Regions from separate parts of the Mus musculus genome. Here regions 2 and 3 are each linked to region 1. A link is a contact called in public HiChIP or PLAC-seq data. All regions are on one chromosome and are shown on one strand. Each heading gives the region's core, a stretch centred on a gene start, on an enhancer-like site or on the middle of the called end of the contact. The rest is flanking DNA. Distances are from core to core; before and after follow the strand shown.

The links. HiChIP or PLAC-seq counts read pairs in DNA pulled down with a chosen protein or histone mark.
Region 2: an H3K27ac HiChIP or PLAC-seq map of T-cell acute lymphoblastic leukemia shows a contact between it and region 1, with 3 times the contacts expected there. The contact joins two enhancer-like sites. A contact is called at or near these places in 1 of 15 datasets of contacts at CTCF or cohesin (embryonic stem cells), 1 of 484 Hi-C or Micro-C datasets (pro-B cells) and 2 of 115 datasets of contacts at active chromatin or transcription factors (T-cell acute lymphoblastic leukemia and large pre-B cells).
Region 3: a contact with region 1 is called in an H3K27ac HiChIP or PLAC-seq map of T-cell acute lymphoblastic leukemia, with 3 times the contacts expected there. The contact joins two enhancer-like sites. A contact is called at or near these places in 2 of 115 datasets of contacts at active chromatin or transcription factors (T-cell acute lymphoblastic leukemia and large pre-B cells).

What each region holds. Positions count from the first base shown.
Region 1 is chr9:44,644,376-44,649,117 of GRCm38.p6, forward strand. No RefSeq gene overlaps it. Among named protein-coding and RNA genes, the nearest start is that of BC049987, 26 kb to the right of the region's middle. Within about 2 kb of position 2,221, at least 107 of the 459 cell types and tissues checked have an H3K27ac peak or open chromatin away from gene starts, as enhancers often do. A contact at or near this core is called in T-cell acute lymphoblastic leukemia, where this site is marked.
Region 2 is chr9:45,414,321-45,419,062 of GRCm38.p6, forward strand. It overlaps 4833428L15Rik (RIKEN cDNA 4833428L15 gene), which reads right to left. Exons shown (of 5, transcript NR_040732.1): 4 at 4,509-4,684; 5 at 2,306-3,075. Among named protein-coding and RNA genes, the nearest start is that of Fxyd2, 11 kb to the left of the region's middle. Within about 2 kb of position 2,876, at least 51 of the 459 cell types and tissues checked have an H3K27ac peak or open chromatin away from gene starts, as enhancers often do. A contact at or near this core is called in T-cell acute lymphoblastic leukemia, where this site is marked.
Region 3 is chr9:45,180,071-45,184,812 of GRCm38.p6, forward strand. Tmprss4 (transmembrane protease, serine 4) reads right to left here. Exons shown (of 13, transcript NM_145403.3): 4 at 4,171-4,323; 5 at 3,108-3,237; 6 at 580-681. Among named protein-coding and RNA genes, the nearest start is that of Gm39327, 13 kb to the left of the region's middle. Within about 2 kb of position 1,836, at least 38 of the 459 cell types and tissues checked have an H3K27ac peak or open chromatin away from gene starts, as enhancers often do.

The sequences.
Region 1 (4,742 bases), core at 971-3,470:
GCTCTTGGCCATGGAGCCATTTCTCCAGCCGGGGGCAAGGTCTCTTTATGTAGCCTGAGCTGTCCTAGAAATCACTATATAAGGCAGGCTGACCTTGAACTCAGAGATCTGCCTGCCTCTGCCTCCCCAGTGCTAAGATGAGTGCTGCATCTGACCAACTCTGACTCTGCTTTTCCTGTTTGTTCTGTCTTCTTTTGCTCCCCTCCTATTCTTTCTTGTCTCCCTCTTTACTACTCCTTCTCCATCTCCTTCTCCCTCTCCCCTTGCTCTCCTCTTCCTCCTCTCTTCTGGGTCTCTCTCTTTCCCTTGCTGAGCTGTGGCCCTAGGCATCTTCATCTTCCCTGCACGCTGTCTTGTTCTCGTGTGAGTGGCTGAGCTAGGAGGCAGTGCACCACACAGACCAGGACAAGGCCCTGTAGGACACGGTCCTGTTCCAGTGCTTTGAGGCGGCCCTTTGCTTATCTGACCTGTGCTGTGAAGACACTTCCCAGGTGAGCCCTCCTCTTTTGTCTCAGGCCACAGGCTGGGGTCACATAAGCAGGAAAGTCCAAAGGGAGCAGCTGTGCTGAGGTGGCTGAGGAAGCCCTCCTAGAGCAACAGTTCTCAACCTAGAGGTCGAGACCCTTCGGGGGTCAAATAACCCTTTCACAGGGTTGCCTAGGGCCATCAGAAAACACAGATGTTTGTATCACATTTCATGACAGTAGTAAGATTATAGTAGTAATGAAAGAAAGGCTGCAGCATTCGGAAGACTAAGAGCCACTGTCCTAGAGGGACCTTAGCAATGGACCCCAGGGTTACCATTGCTGCCATGAAACACCATGACCAAAGCAACCTGGCGAGAAGAGGGTTTATTCAGCTTACCCTTATACCTCACCATTTATCACCAAAGGAAGTCAGGACAGGAACTCAAGCAGGACAGGATCCTGGAGGCAGAAACTGATGCAGAGGCGATGGAGTGGTGCTGCTTACTGGCTTGCTCCTCCTGGCTTGCTCAGCCTGCTTTCTTATAGAACCAGGAACCAACCAGAATGGGCTAGGCCCTCCCCCATTAATCACTAATTAAGACAATGCCCTACATTGTCATCTAAGCCCAATCTTATGGAGTCATTGTCTCAGCTGAGGCTCCCTCCTCCCTGATGACCCCAGCTTGAAACAAGTTGACATAAAACTAGCCAGCACATAGATCACGTCTTAGTCAAACTTTCTCTCAAGCTTCAGTGGAGTATTCCTCAGCCACGCGACAGGGACAGGCTGCACAATAGGGCAGGAGGCCAGCTGGAGCATCTCCACCCATAAACAGGACAGGCACCGCCCTCAGCTGGCCACATGCAGTCCTTCTGTCTCACAATAGCTTCTGAAGAGAGCTACCATTAGTCCTGCTTTGCAAAAGAGGAAACTAAGACCCCAACAAACCGTAGTGACTGCAATGGACTTATGGAGACCAAATGAGGCCAAACCAGGGCCTATCTCTTAGGCTCTCAGTGAGAGTGGCCTCAGCAATCTCAGTTGAGTGGTCTGGGGACAGGCTTGGCTGGCCCTCGGCATAGGTGTCTGTGTGGCCAGAGTGGCCGATGGCTTGCAGGTGGCACTGATTGAAAGTGAGTAGGAGGTGTGAGGACCACAAAAACTTCACCACAAAAAAGAATTGTCACGGTCGGGACCGGCTGGGCCCTGGCCTACCTTTACATCTCTCTCTTGTGCTGTTTCTCACCACAACAGAAACTGCTTATCTGCAGGTGCGTAGCTATTCTAGGAGAATGAACGGTGTGTGGCTTCCTATTAGTGTTCAGAGGATCAGTCACACCACCGAGGCCTGCGGTCCCACGGCTCTGGCCCCGCCCAGCACCGGAAGCCTGCAGCTCCGCGGGCTGGAAGCTGATGTTTAGGGCCAGCCTGCAGCCACACTGGCCCTTTCCCCTCCTGCCGAATGGGGCCAAACCGCCCAGCCTGATGGGAGATTTTAGTTTTCAAATGGCATTCTAGTTGGCTACATATAGCGGGGCACGGCAGAGCAGGACACGTGGGGCAGTTTAACAGTTTGCTGTCCATAGATATCTTGTCACGGGTCATGACCTTGACCACCTCAGCACCCCAGGACTGGGACAAAGAAGTCATGTCATTGTGGCATCACCAAACATCCAGAGAACCAGGAGCTCCTTGCCTGAGAAGGCCTTGAAGTGCAGGCGGCTGAGACAGGGGCACACCTGACAGGCAAGAGTGAGGAAGGTAGCTGTTCTACACCAGCAGGGGAGCAGCTGCTGGCATGCCTATGTAGACAACACAGCCTTTAAAAAGTATTTCTTTTATTTTTTGAGACTATAATATCACTGTGTCGTTTCTTCCTTTCATCCCTCCAAGCCTTCCCATACACACCCCTTCTTTCTTTATTTCAAATTCATTGCTTCTCTCTCTCTCTCTCTCTCTTTCTCTCTCTCTCTCTCCCTCTCTCTCTGGTTTGGTTTTTTGAGACAAGGTTTCTCTGTATAGCCCTGGCTGTCCTGGAACTCTCTTTGTAGACCAGGCTGGCCTCGAACTCAGAAATCCACCTGCCTCTGCCTCCCGAGTGCTGGGATTAAAGGCGTGCTCCACCAAGCCCGGCTCATTGCCTCTCTTTTGCATAAATTATTGCTCTCTCTCTCTCTCTGTGTGTGTGTGTGTGTGTGTGTGTGTGTACTTAGATACATAAATACAACCTGTTCAGCTTGTAGAATGCTACTTGTCTGTATGTTTTTAGGGCTGAGCACTTTTAACTCTTCCTGTAGCCTCAGCTGGCCACAGATGAGGCAGGCATGAATACGGAACAGCTCCAAATGGGGCTGCGGTGATGGCACAGACCCCAGAGTGCCTGCCTCACAAGCTGCAGGACCTAAGTTTGGATCTCCAGCACCCCGCCGGTGGTGGCAGTGCCGAGGAGGCAGAGGCAGGAGCATCCCTGGGAATTTCTAGTCCGCCAGTGTAGTCAAGTCGGTGAGCTCTGGGATCTGTAGGAATACCTTCCTCAGACACCAAAATGGAGAGCAATTGAGAAAGAGTTTTCACGCTGACTTCTGGCTTCTGATACACGCACTCCTACATGCACAGAAAGAGACAGAGGACAAGACCTTGTCACCTGGCTGGAAATGTTATGGACATATGGGTCCTAATGGGAAGTGGGGCTTGGGGGGAGGGGGTTGTGGTTTTTTCTTTTGTTTTTGTTTATTTGTTTTATGCTTGTTTGTTTGTTTGTTGTTTTTCAAGACAGGGTTTCTCTGTGTAGTCCTCACTTGTCCTAGAACTTACTCTATAGACCAGGCTGACCCCAAACTTAGAGATCAACAAGGACCACTCTGCAGAGGGTGCCATTAAAGATGCCACTCAGCCGCAGACAGGACAGAAATCTGAGAAACAGTGACTTAAATAGGGAGGAAGTGTGTTCATCTCATTTGACAGGAGCCTAGGACATTAGTGGGTTAAAGAGACTGTGCAGCACAAGAGACTAAAGCAGGAGGATGGCCGTGAGTTGGAGCCAACCTGGGACACTTAGTTCTTCACCGGCTTGCGCTATGAGAACTTATCCCAGAAAAAAAAAAAAAAAAGCAAAACCATGGCTCTAGAGAGTCTGTACTGCTCTTCTGAGGACCTGAGTTCCCAGCACTCATGTCAGGCCCTCACAACAGCCTGTAAGCCCAGCTTCAGGGAGCCCAGTGCCTCTGACCCACACGGGCTCATCCACACACAGACACACTTAAAAATAAGACTTAAACAAAACGCCTTTAATCCCAGCACTTGGGAGGCAGAGGCAGGCGGATTTTTGAGTTCGAGGCCAGCCTGGTCTACAAAGTGAGTTCCAGGACAGCCTGGGCTACACAGAGAAACCCTGTCTTGAAAAACCAAAAAAAGACCAAAAAAAAAAAAAAAGACTTAAACAAAACAAACAAACAAACAAAAAAGGCTGGAGAGATGGCTCAGTGGTTAAGAGCACTGACTGGTCTTCCAGAGGTGTTGAGTTCAAATCCCAGCAACCACATGGTGGCTCACAACCATCTGTAATGGGATCCGATGCCCTCTTCTGGTGTGTCTGAAGACAGGGACAGTGTACTCATATAAATAAAATAAATAAATTGTTAAAAACAAACTTAATCCATCTCTCTTTAAAACAAACAGAAACCAAACTAGCAGGGCATGATAGCAAAGGCCTTTCTTTGATGCCGGCACTTAGGAGACAGAGATCTCTGTGAATCTGACAGCTTGGCCTATACATTGAGTTCTAGGGCTCCGTAGTGAGATCCATCCTGTTTCAAACCAAACAAAATCAATAATATAAAACACACCAAAAAAGACAAAAAATGAAAGCGTTACAAAGGCCTGTTAGGGTGTAGCCCAGTCCTCGGTTGGCTTTGCTAGGGTTTACCTCTGATCTAAAATGTCTTTCATGGAGATTTATGAACACTGTGAATCTCAGGCACTGCCCAGCAGACGGTGACCACGGGGGCAGCCTGACCTGAGTTGGATCCTCAGGTGGCACTGACTCTGCTGACATGAGCTGTGGCCGGGAGCTGCTCAGTCACGTGGGCATGGTGGGCACCCAGACCCCATGCCATGTTCCCACGGGGAGACAGGAAGCCACGGTGGTTGGGGTGCTAACAAGAGTTTGGGCAGGTAGAGTAGGCAGAGGTGGGGCAGGCTGCGGCAGCTGCCTGCTGTGGGGCCCACATGCCTCCTCCACTCCCTTTCTGCAAAATTGCTGTCCCGTGCAGAAA
Region 2 (4,742 bases), core at 1,626-4,125, 770 kb after region 1:
GCCATGGGGAGCAGGCCATTAATCAGAACCCCTCTATGGCCTTTGCATCAGCTCCTGCACCTGGGTTTGTCCCCTATCTGAGTTCCTTCAGTGATGAACAGCAATATGGAAGTGTAAGTTAAATAAACCCTTTCCTGCCCAACTTGCTTTTTAGTCATGGTGTTTTGTCACAACAATAGAAAGAAATTCTAACTAAGACACTTGGGAACCAGCAAAACCCACTGAAACCCTGGGCCAGTGACTCTGCGATAGGCATTATTTCCAAGTTAAGAGTCAAGACTACCAGCTTTCCTGGACCCCTCCCCTTAATCATTTGGGAGCGTTCTGTCTCGGCCCCTCTTCTCAGGATACCATGATGTCCAGAGATGACAAAGAGGCAGTGCCCTATGAGCCCACCTTCAAGATAGCCAGGTCCCAGGGATAGACTGAGCTAAGGTATAGGGGAGATGTCTTCACTCGTTGGGTCTCTGGCCGCTCAGCCAGAGCCCTTAGTTTCTTCCCTTGAGGAGGAGGGGGGTGATCTGTGGTCCAACTAGTCTGTCTCAGTTAGGGTTTTACTGCTGTGAACAGACACCATGACCAAGGCAACTCTTATAAGGACAACGTTTAATTGGTACTGACTTACAGATTCAGAGGTTCAGTCCAGTATCACCAAGGTGGGAGCATGGCAGCATCCAGGCAGGCATGGTGCAGCTGAGAGTTCTACATCTTCATCTGAAGGCTACTAGGAGAAGACTGGCTCCCACGTGGTAAGGAGGAGGGTCTCATTGTTCATCCCTAAAGTGACACACTTCCTCTAACAAGGCCAAAACCACTCCAACAAAGCCATACCCACTCCAACAAGGCCAAAACGACTCCAACAAGGCCGTACCTCCTAATAGTGTCACTCCCTCAGCCAAGCATATTCAAACCACCACATAGGCTGAGACCAAGGAGGATATGGGAAAAGGTTTCCTTGAGTCTAGCATTGATGATCAGTGGCTTGCTCCTCTTCCTGTCTATTTAGAACTAACTTCATGTCAGGACCTCTGGAGCAGATGGAGGGGCCCTGGATGTCCTTGTTCCTTCTCTCTATGTAGTCACTTTCCTCTGTGATCATTTGTCAGTAGACCTGTTGAGGACGGGTGGCCCAGTGGGTTAGATCCCACGCTGTGACCCTAACAGCTCTGGCAATGCAGTGGCAGAAATTAGGCCCATGTGCCTCAGGGAGTGTTGCTGGTTAATTTTTTGTCTACTTGACACAAGTTAGAGTTATCTGGGAAGAGGGACCTGTAGGCATGTCTGCGTGGCATTTTCTTGATGACTGGTTGATATGGGAGGCCCAGTTCACTGTGGGTGGGATCATTTCTGGGCTGCATAAGAAAGCAGGCTGAGCAAAAGCCATGGGGAACAGGCCAGTAAGCAGAGCTCCTCCATGGCCTCTGCTTCAGTTCCTGCCTCCAGGTTCCTGCCTTGACTTCTCTCAGGGGTGGACTGTGACCTGGAAGTGTAAGCTGAATAAACCCTTTTCTGTCTCCGGTTGTCTTTTACCACAGCAACAGCAAACAACCCTCCCCTGAGCTCTGCCTACATATCAGAGAGCAAGAAGCCCAGGCTGGAAGACACTGTGTGTCCTTTCAGGGAGGTCTCAGAGTTGGATATGTACACAATTGGGATGGGACGGAACAGGTTGCATCTTGCCTGTGAGCACAACTTTGAATGGTAGAGAATCAGGCCAATTTTCAGCACAGCCTCCAGTGCTGCTGTTCTGTCCTTAGACACAAGGGGACGCCACATAACCAGCTTCTCAGTTTCAAGGTTCACTGAGGACTATGTGATCAGCAGGAGCCGGGAAAGCTGGGATGTAGACTCCCCAGAGATGGAGAGGTGCACTCTGCCCTCCACAACCATCCATTTGGGGGGGGTGGACATGACAGTTCAACCTCCTGGCCATGTGTAAGCTCCTGCTCGCCCAACCCTTCACCAAATGGGGCAGAACCCTGATGTCACTGTCTGCATAGACTCTCTCATCATCACCCCAATCTAAGCAGGTCTAGAAACATGGCTGTCATCTGGACTTAGTACTTCCCTTCCCCCAGATCCTGCACGGCAGAGATGGGACGCGGTGTGGAAACAGACCGTGATAGGTAGGTCTCAGCCCATCAGCTGGACAGTAACAGGGAAATCCTTCCGTAGTCCTGTGCCTCAGTTTCCTCATCTGTGAGATGAGCATTATAAGCCCCATTATTAGGTTGAGTGAGATCAGGGATATTAAACAACGCCATCAATCGCTACCAAACAGAACGGGACTTGGTGAGAGACAAGGCAAGATCAACCCAGGTCTTTAATCAAGGATTTGAGTAGCCAACTACAGTGTACTCATGTACATACATACAATAAATAAATAATTTTTTAAAAAGCACATGAGAAACCTACAGAGGATCCCCTGGGGCAAATGCCCCCAAGCACCATGGGATACTGCTTACATCTAAGTCTTGGGGCTGTTTTTTTCCCAATCCATGCATTTGAGTGCGCGTACGTGTGTGACTCACGTGCGTGCATGCATGTGTGTGTGTGTGTGCGTGCTCGAGCATGTGTGTGTGTCTGTGTTCATTCTTGTAAGTGGGATTTGGCTCTGATCTAGGTGAACCCTCTCACTGAAAAGCAGACTTTGAGAGCTGGAGGGAGATGCCCTCAGATAACAGTAGGTCTCCTGCCGCTCCTAGAGCATCTTGTCCCTTTACTTTTTCCCAAGGGCCAAGGACAACTGTGACCTCTGGTCTCCTGAAGACCAGGCCAGCAGGGAGATGTCTCAGCACAGTGTCCAGAACAGTCAGGAGACTAGAGTTACACCCTATTGTGGACCCCAAGCTCTGCCCTTTGGTGTCTGTGTAACATCAGCAACCGCTTGGTTTCCAGAGCCTCAGGTTCCTCGTCTGTAGAACAGGAATATTGACTGGCCCTAGGGTCTGATGCAAACACATTTCAAACGAAAGCTTCACTTGCGATCCAAGTAGCGTCAGGTCAATCAAGATAAATCTGCACGGGAGTGGAGGGAAGCTTCATTCTGTTCTCCCAGGTCTGGTAGGATTGAAACTGAAAGAAAACCTCACGGTTACTACCCATACTGCCCACAGGTTTTTAGTGCTCAGTCTTTAGGTGACACCTGCTGGCCATAATAGGTACTGTATGCCCTCCCCGTACCCCACTCTCGCACCTCCATTCTGGCCAAACTACTGAGAACACTTACTTAGCTCTCTTTGGTCTCTTCGGCATTTCTTGCTCTTAGACTGGGAAGGGCAAAGAGTCCTTTCTTCCCAGGCAGAGACTTCCCCTCCTCCCCTGCCCCAAAGCAGGAATGAACAGGACTTAAGGCTGGAGTGTGAGTTTAGGGCCAACCTGGTCTAGAAAGACTTGTGCTCACAGCAACAATCCCATCAGGCAGAAGACCAGAATATCCAGCTGTCTCTGTCTCCAGAAAAGCCAGACTGAGGGAAGAGGTTCCAGGCACAGAGGCATAGAAGACTCAGAGCAGTTAGCTACTCAGTGGTCAGTGCTTTAGGATAAGTGGTCTCATGACCCACATCTATGCCCAAATACCGGGGTGTTTGGAAGAGTGGGTGAGAGAGGGGCAGGATGGGGGTGTCCCTAGCCTAGGATACGTCTGCCAGGAGGACCAAAGTCTACTGATGATGTCATATAATGCAAGAGATTTTCTTCACATCAGTTCAAGGTGCACAAGAGGATGTCTCAGTGGATAAAGGCGTGGTGGGAGAGGAGACTCCTGAACATTGTTTTCTGACCCTTACAATAACACATAGCATAAAAATGTAAAAATCCAAGACGGCCCGGTGCTGCCGGGAGCCGGCCAGGTGATCTGGCACACCGCTCTCCCTGCTTGTGCATGTTTGAAATGTTCTATGTCAAATCTGCTCTGGAGAGGTGACAGCAAACGCTGCTGCCTGCCACCGCTGGTGACCAGGCAAAGGTCACCAGCGGGGTGGGGACAGGTCAAGCTGTTTCTCTGATCCTCTGCTGAATGATCTGTAGAATGGGAGTGACAGGCATGAAGCTGTGATAATGATGCCACGTCCTGAGGGAGGGCCTGAGTGTGGCAACGAGCCACCACCAGGGCCTGTTACAGTCATCACCATGGGTGGCTGTCCATGGCTCTGGCTGGAGTTTGCCAAATGGAGCAGCTGATACTGACGAACAATTGGTTCATTCTGCTTGGTTTCAACGTCCTAACTAAAGTGATGCTGAAGACATCTTCAAAATGTTGCATGCCCCAGTGTGAGGCCGTTTCAGCTACAGACACTCACTGTGTCCTTTTGACTAACACCACACCTGGGCTTTCTTATCCTTCGAGCCCAGCTCAAGTTCCTCCTCGGTTGTTGCTGGCTGCCCCCTTTTCTGAATTTAAGCAACCCCTTCATAGTTTCCATAAGCCTCCCCCTCAGTGAGATTTGCAAAGTCATCTCTCCCAACCACATCATCCCAGATTCATTCAACACTTAGGGAATGCCTACCTGGAGCGTGGAGGAGTGAGCAGACAGTATGAGAGACACAGGACAATCCTGCCAGTGACACACATCATTGCAGATATGGTAATGCTGAGCAGGCCGCCAGTGACACACACCATTACAGATACAGGAACCATCTCTGCTGGGCGCAGTCAGAGAGGCCAATGCTTCAGAGGTGGAAGCTGGGGGATCAGGAGTTCAAGGTTATCCTTAGCTACGTAGCAAGTTTGAGGCTAGCCT
Region 3 (4,742 bases), core at 586-3,085, 540 kb after region 1:
TTTAAACAATTTTTGATACAAAAATAAAAATAAAATAAAATAAAATAAAGAGTTATTGAGTTACTGTGTTAAGGCTCTGTCCAGCGTCCTGAATGCTAAGACGCCAGCCTTCTCCTGGAGCCTTGGCTGCTTTGTAGCAAATGTTGTTTTGAATCAGCTGTGCTCTAATGTGGGGTGGTGAGGTGAGGGCTGGAGAGCCTTCTGTGGAGCGTTAGAAGGTGGTGCTTTGGCCTGGGGAAGTGATGGAAAAGTACAAAGCTACTTTTAGGCTCTTGCCTACCAGGTAACTCACTAGGGAACATGAAGGAGCTGTGGAAGGCATGAATCTTGACAGTTCAGGGAGAGAGAAGGTCACTGTTCATTGCTCTGCCTTTGAGCAGGACAATGCATGCTGTATTAAAGAAAAAGGCAGACAGAAAATACCCCTGAGCCTGAACGTGGAATCCCAAAACCCTGGACATTTAATGAGCTGCTTGGCTAGTTCTTCCCGTTGTCTGGCTCGTGTTCCCCTGCTGCAACCTTGAGCCACTTCCCAGTGTTAGTTAGCCTCTGCAGGTCAGAATGTCCCCTCTTGCTTACCTGCTTCCATTCTGCACCTGAAGTTCCTGGCTGTTTCCTGTGACTTGAGCAACAGGGAGGTTCTGATCTGGACGGATCTCCACTGCTCTGAAAGCGGGCTGGCTGTGGTAGGAAGAGTGAACTGTGAGCTGGGGCAGAGGATGAATTACATGGCAGAAAGAGCCCCTGCTCCCAGAGGAGGGGGCACAGGTTAGTGGGGCACGGCTGGCTGGCTTTGCTGGATAGCAGGAATAGTCCCCACATCAAGGCAGGCTGCCGTGGCCTCGCTTTCCTGGGCAGGGACTCCTGGCCCAGAAGTGGAGCTCTGCAGAGGACTAGGGGCCTGCTTTCCTCACACCCAGCTCTGTCCCTGTCTCAGATGTCCCAGTATCTCGTTAGGGTCACATCAGCAGGAGCAAAGAAGCAAGGGGACCCAGATGAACTCCTGTCTCAGCACAGAGGGAACTGGAGTGTGGACATTTGGTTTTCCATATAAGGGGCCTGGAGACAGGAGAAGCCTGGATCAATTCTTATAAGAGTCTGGATGGAACTTCCTGAAACTTGGACCGCCCTCTCCCTTCCTTTCTGCTAATCCATGTTTGTCTTCTTTCAAACTCCATATTCAAGTCTTCCTCCTCCAGGAAGCCTTCCTTAACTATTCTGTTCTCTGGCTCTTTCTTCACTAAATTTTCGTCTTTTGGATTTCCCCCTTCTTCTCCAGTCTGTCCTCTCAGGTCAAGCTTTGCATAGATATCTGGGGTCAATTCATGTCCCTGGCTGGCTAGTCCACACTCAGATAGGACTGCAAACACTTTCTTGATGAACTAGGTGCTGGAGCTGGGATGACCAGAGTCTGTCTACAGAGCTCCCAAGACTTAAGTTCCAATATGCCGGATTTGACACCAGTTTGGTGTGTGACCATGGGCAAGTCATGTTTGTCCTATGTGTCTCCCCAAGTCCCAATTTTCTCCATAAAATGATGCATGAGCCAGGTGGTCCCTGACTCCTACACTGGACCACCTATGGCTTTGCATTCCTAGGTCAGAAAAGTTTCCTTCCAATCCAGGTAGGAAAGAAAGCAGAGAGATTTGAGCAGAGAGTTCTGACCCAGAAGGAGAGAGGAGGCTGTCAGTAAACACGCCCAGCAAAGCTAACCTGGGCAGTGATGTAATGAACTTTGATATCCTAGAGCTGAAGAAAGAGGCCAAGTGGTGCTGACTGGTGCTTCAGTGCTTTCTAGAAGTGTAGGAAATCTGGGAGTCTACCACTTTAAGAACCTCAGGAAACTCCGGGTTTCATAACTGAGACAGCCTGCTGCATCTGGTCCAGCTGACGCTGCAGTGGGCTGGACTGCAGTGGGGGAGGGGATGGCTGCAGGGGAAGTAGAGGACAGCAGGTACTGGGCATGCTGTCCTTGGAAATGAGGTGACAGGTGTCCCTTTTCTAGACAGTGCTGGGAGTTCTCCTCCTCTGGAGGGAAGAGAGCAGGACCTTTACAAAGAAGGGTCAGAGGGACAGAGGTCATATGGATTCATTCTGGCTGCCCAGAACATCTACTGTACAAAACCTTGAGGCTGCTTTAGGGATCTATGGGGAGAACTGTGATCGACAGGCAATGTCTGTCTGAGGCAGACTGCTAGGGAGAGTGTGACCCCTGCCTGCAGCAGATCACCTGGGCTCCTTTCAGGTAGGCTCCTCGAGGGATCAATTCTCACTCTCCTTTCCTTCGCTGGTGAAGCCTTGTGAGTAGAGAGAATTCGATGTACAAACAGACCACTATGAGAACTCATGGTGTCCAGGAATGGGTTAAAGCAGGTACAGATTCTAACCTCTACCTCCCAGCTTCTGCCTGAGCAAGCTGCTTCTTCTCTGAGAGCCCGCTTCTAACACAGATTTAATAATAACCATGCTTTGAGCTGTCTGCCAAGATCAAATGAATATAACTATATGTAATGCTAATTACCCTTCACATACCTTCCTACCACTCCTGCTTCGCACTTCCATGAGAGAACTGGGCCTCTGGTGATGGCCCCAACAGAACCAGGCTAGTCCTTGCTATTTTTGTTTTCAAGTGCAGAGAACAGAACTCAGGGCTTTGCACGTGCTAGGTAAGTGCTCTACCCCCAGAGCTACACCCCCAGCCTTCCTGCCTGCTAAATTTTAACCTAGATGACTTTGCATATGAAATGTTTTTTGTGTGTGTTATGGTTGGGGAAGACTTCTCACGAAAGGGCAAAGGAGAGGAAGTTGGGGAGAAAAGAAAACTCTTATAAGATTGACATTAGTAACTCTGAGGAAACTGACGCTGGGGAATTATCTCTATGCTCTTTGTTAATGAAAGTGCTGGGATTCAAACGTGGTTCTTTATAAATCCTGTGTCTGTGTTTTTAGGGAAAGGAAATAGGAAATAAAGGAGGGAGGGAGGGAAGGAAGAAGAGAGGCAGGCAGGCACAAAGGAAGGAAGGATGGAAGGAAGGAAGGAAGGAAGGACGGCAGGCAGAGAGGTTGCTGGCGTGAGGTGACAGCTTCCTATGGCCCCGATTGAGTACCTGTCATAGCCCATCTGTCTGCAGGCTGTCTTGGCCAGTGCTTCTGTGAAGTTGTCGAAACAGACTGAGGCCCAGGTCCCTGTGGCTGCATCCAGCACCTGCAGGGTGGATCTGTCCTTGGAGAGCCGGACTAGGAGGGAAGGCGCCTGGGTCAGCTGGAGGGTAGGGCCACTTTATCCAAGACCCTTGGAACATGTCATGAGACCAGCCCCCTCCCTTGCCGCTGCTCCCCAACCCAGAACTGAGGACATGTTCAACCTCAAGGGAAGTTCTTCCAGTTGACTAGAGCCTAATTTGGATGGCAGCTACGGGAAAACTTGACCAGCTGCCCAGGGACAACGACTGACAGCCTCTCTTTCTGCTCAGATAAGTATCAGCTTCGATGACCACTGACAAAATTGCTTTACCATGGCCTACACAGCTCCCCTGGTTTGGGGAAGCATCTCAGCCAGGGACCTGGTAGCTTCTCTATGAAAGGTCAGAAAAGAATTGGAGTGAAAACCTCTGTTGGTGTATTGGTATGAGGATGGCAGGCACCCACAGGCATTTGACTTTACTAGTTAAGAGCCAATGCCTGGGACATCACTCAGCCCTGCCCCTCAAAGGATCTTATAACTATCTTCTGGGCTAAGTGTTAGTGGGTCAATCCAAGCTGGAGGAGCCCAGCTTTTATGCTTGAGACACTTGCTCTTCAGTCACCTCCCTCTGTCCTGTTCTCTAGTATGTCCATGAACAGAAGGGTGGCTGGCTGGCTAAATGACACGGTGACAACCTTTCTAGTCTCCTGGAGTTATCAAAGAGGAACCTTCAAGGTCGTGCACTCTAGAAAGGCGGCAACAACCAGCATAGTATCAGCAATGCTCCCTTGTCCCCTGGGGACCATTAAACCCTTCCCGAGAGAGAAGGACTTCCTGTCCAGTGCTGGGATCTAATGGTAGATGTGTCATGGCCCTGCTCTTGGGGACCTTTTCTACCAGGGCTAGACAATGACAAAGAAGAGGGGCAGAGACCACATCTGAGCAGACATCCCCCACTGCCCCTGCCCTTCAGTCCCTGGACTCACCTGCCACTCCGGGCTTTTCAGGGAAGTCCTTGACACAGTGTTCCTCATCCTCCCCTGAGGCGCAGTCAAGGTGGCCGTCACACAACTGGCCCCTCTGAATGAAGGTCAGGGGACTGCCGCAGATGAAGTAGTATTTATCCAGAATCACCTTGACTGGAAGGTACATTAGGGAGGAGCAGAGTGGACTGGGGTCAAGCAGGCGATTGGGGACAGAGAGGGGCTGCTTTTTCTGAAAGTCAGGCTGGCTGGAGGCAGGCAGCCAATTTTAAAAATAAATCATTTCTGTAGTGTGTGCGGGTGGGCGGGCGTGTGAGCATGTGTGTCCCTGACTGGAGGTCAGAGGACAACTTTTGGGAGTTATTTTCTGGTGTTTGCTACAGTAATGAAACACTAACGAACATAGCTGCTCTCAGGTTGGACCATCTCAGGTGGAGAAGAAATGATTTATACATTGCATAACCACCCTGGTGCTCTCAAGGATCAAGGTAGTGTCTGACTTGTGGATACCCACTGTTACTACGAGGAGGACCTGGTCAGCCAGAGAACTGGAGTCCCATCCCAGCCTCTGTTCC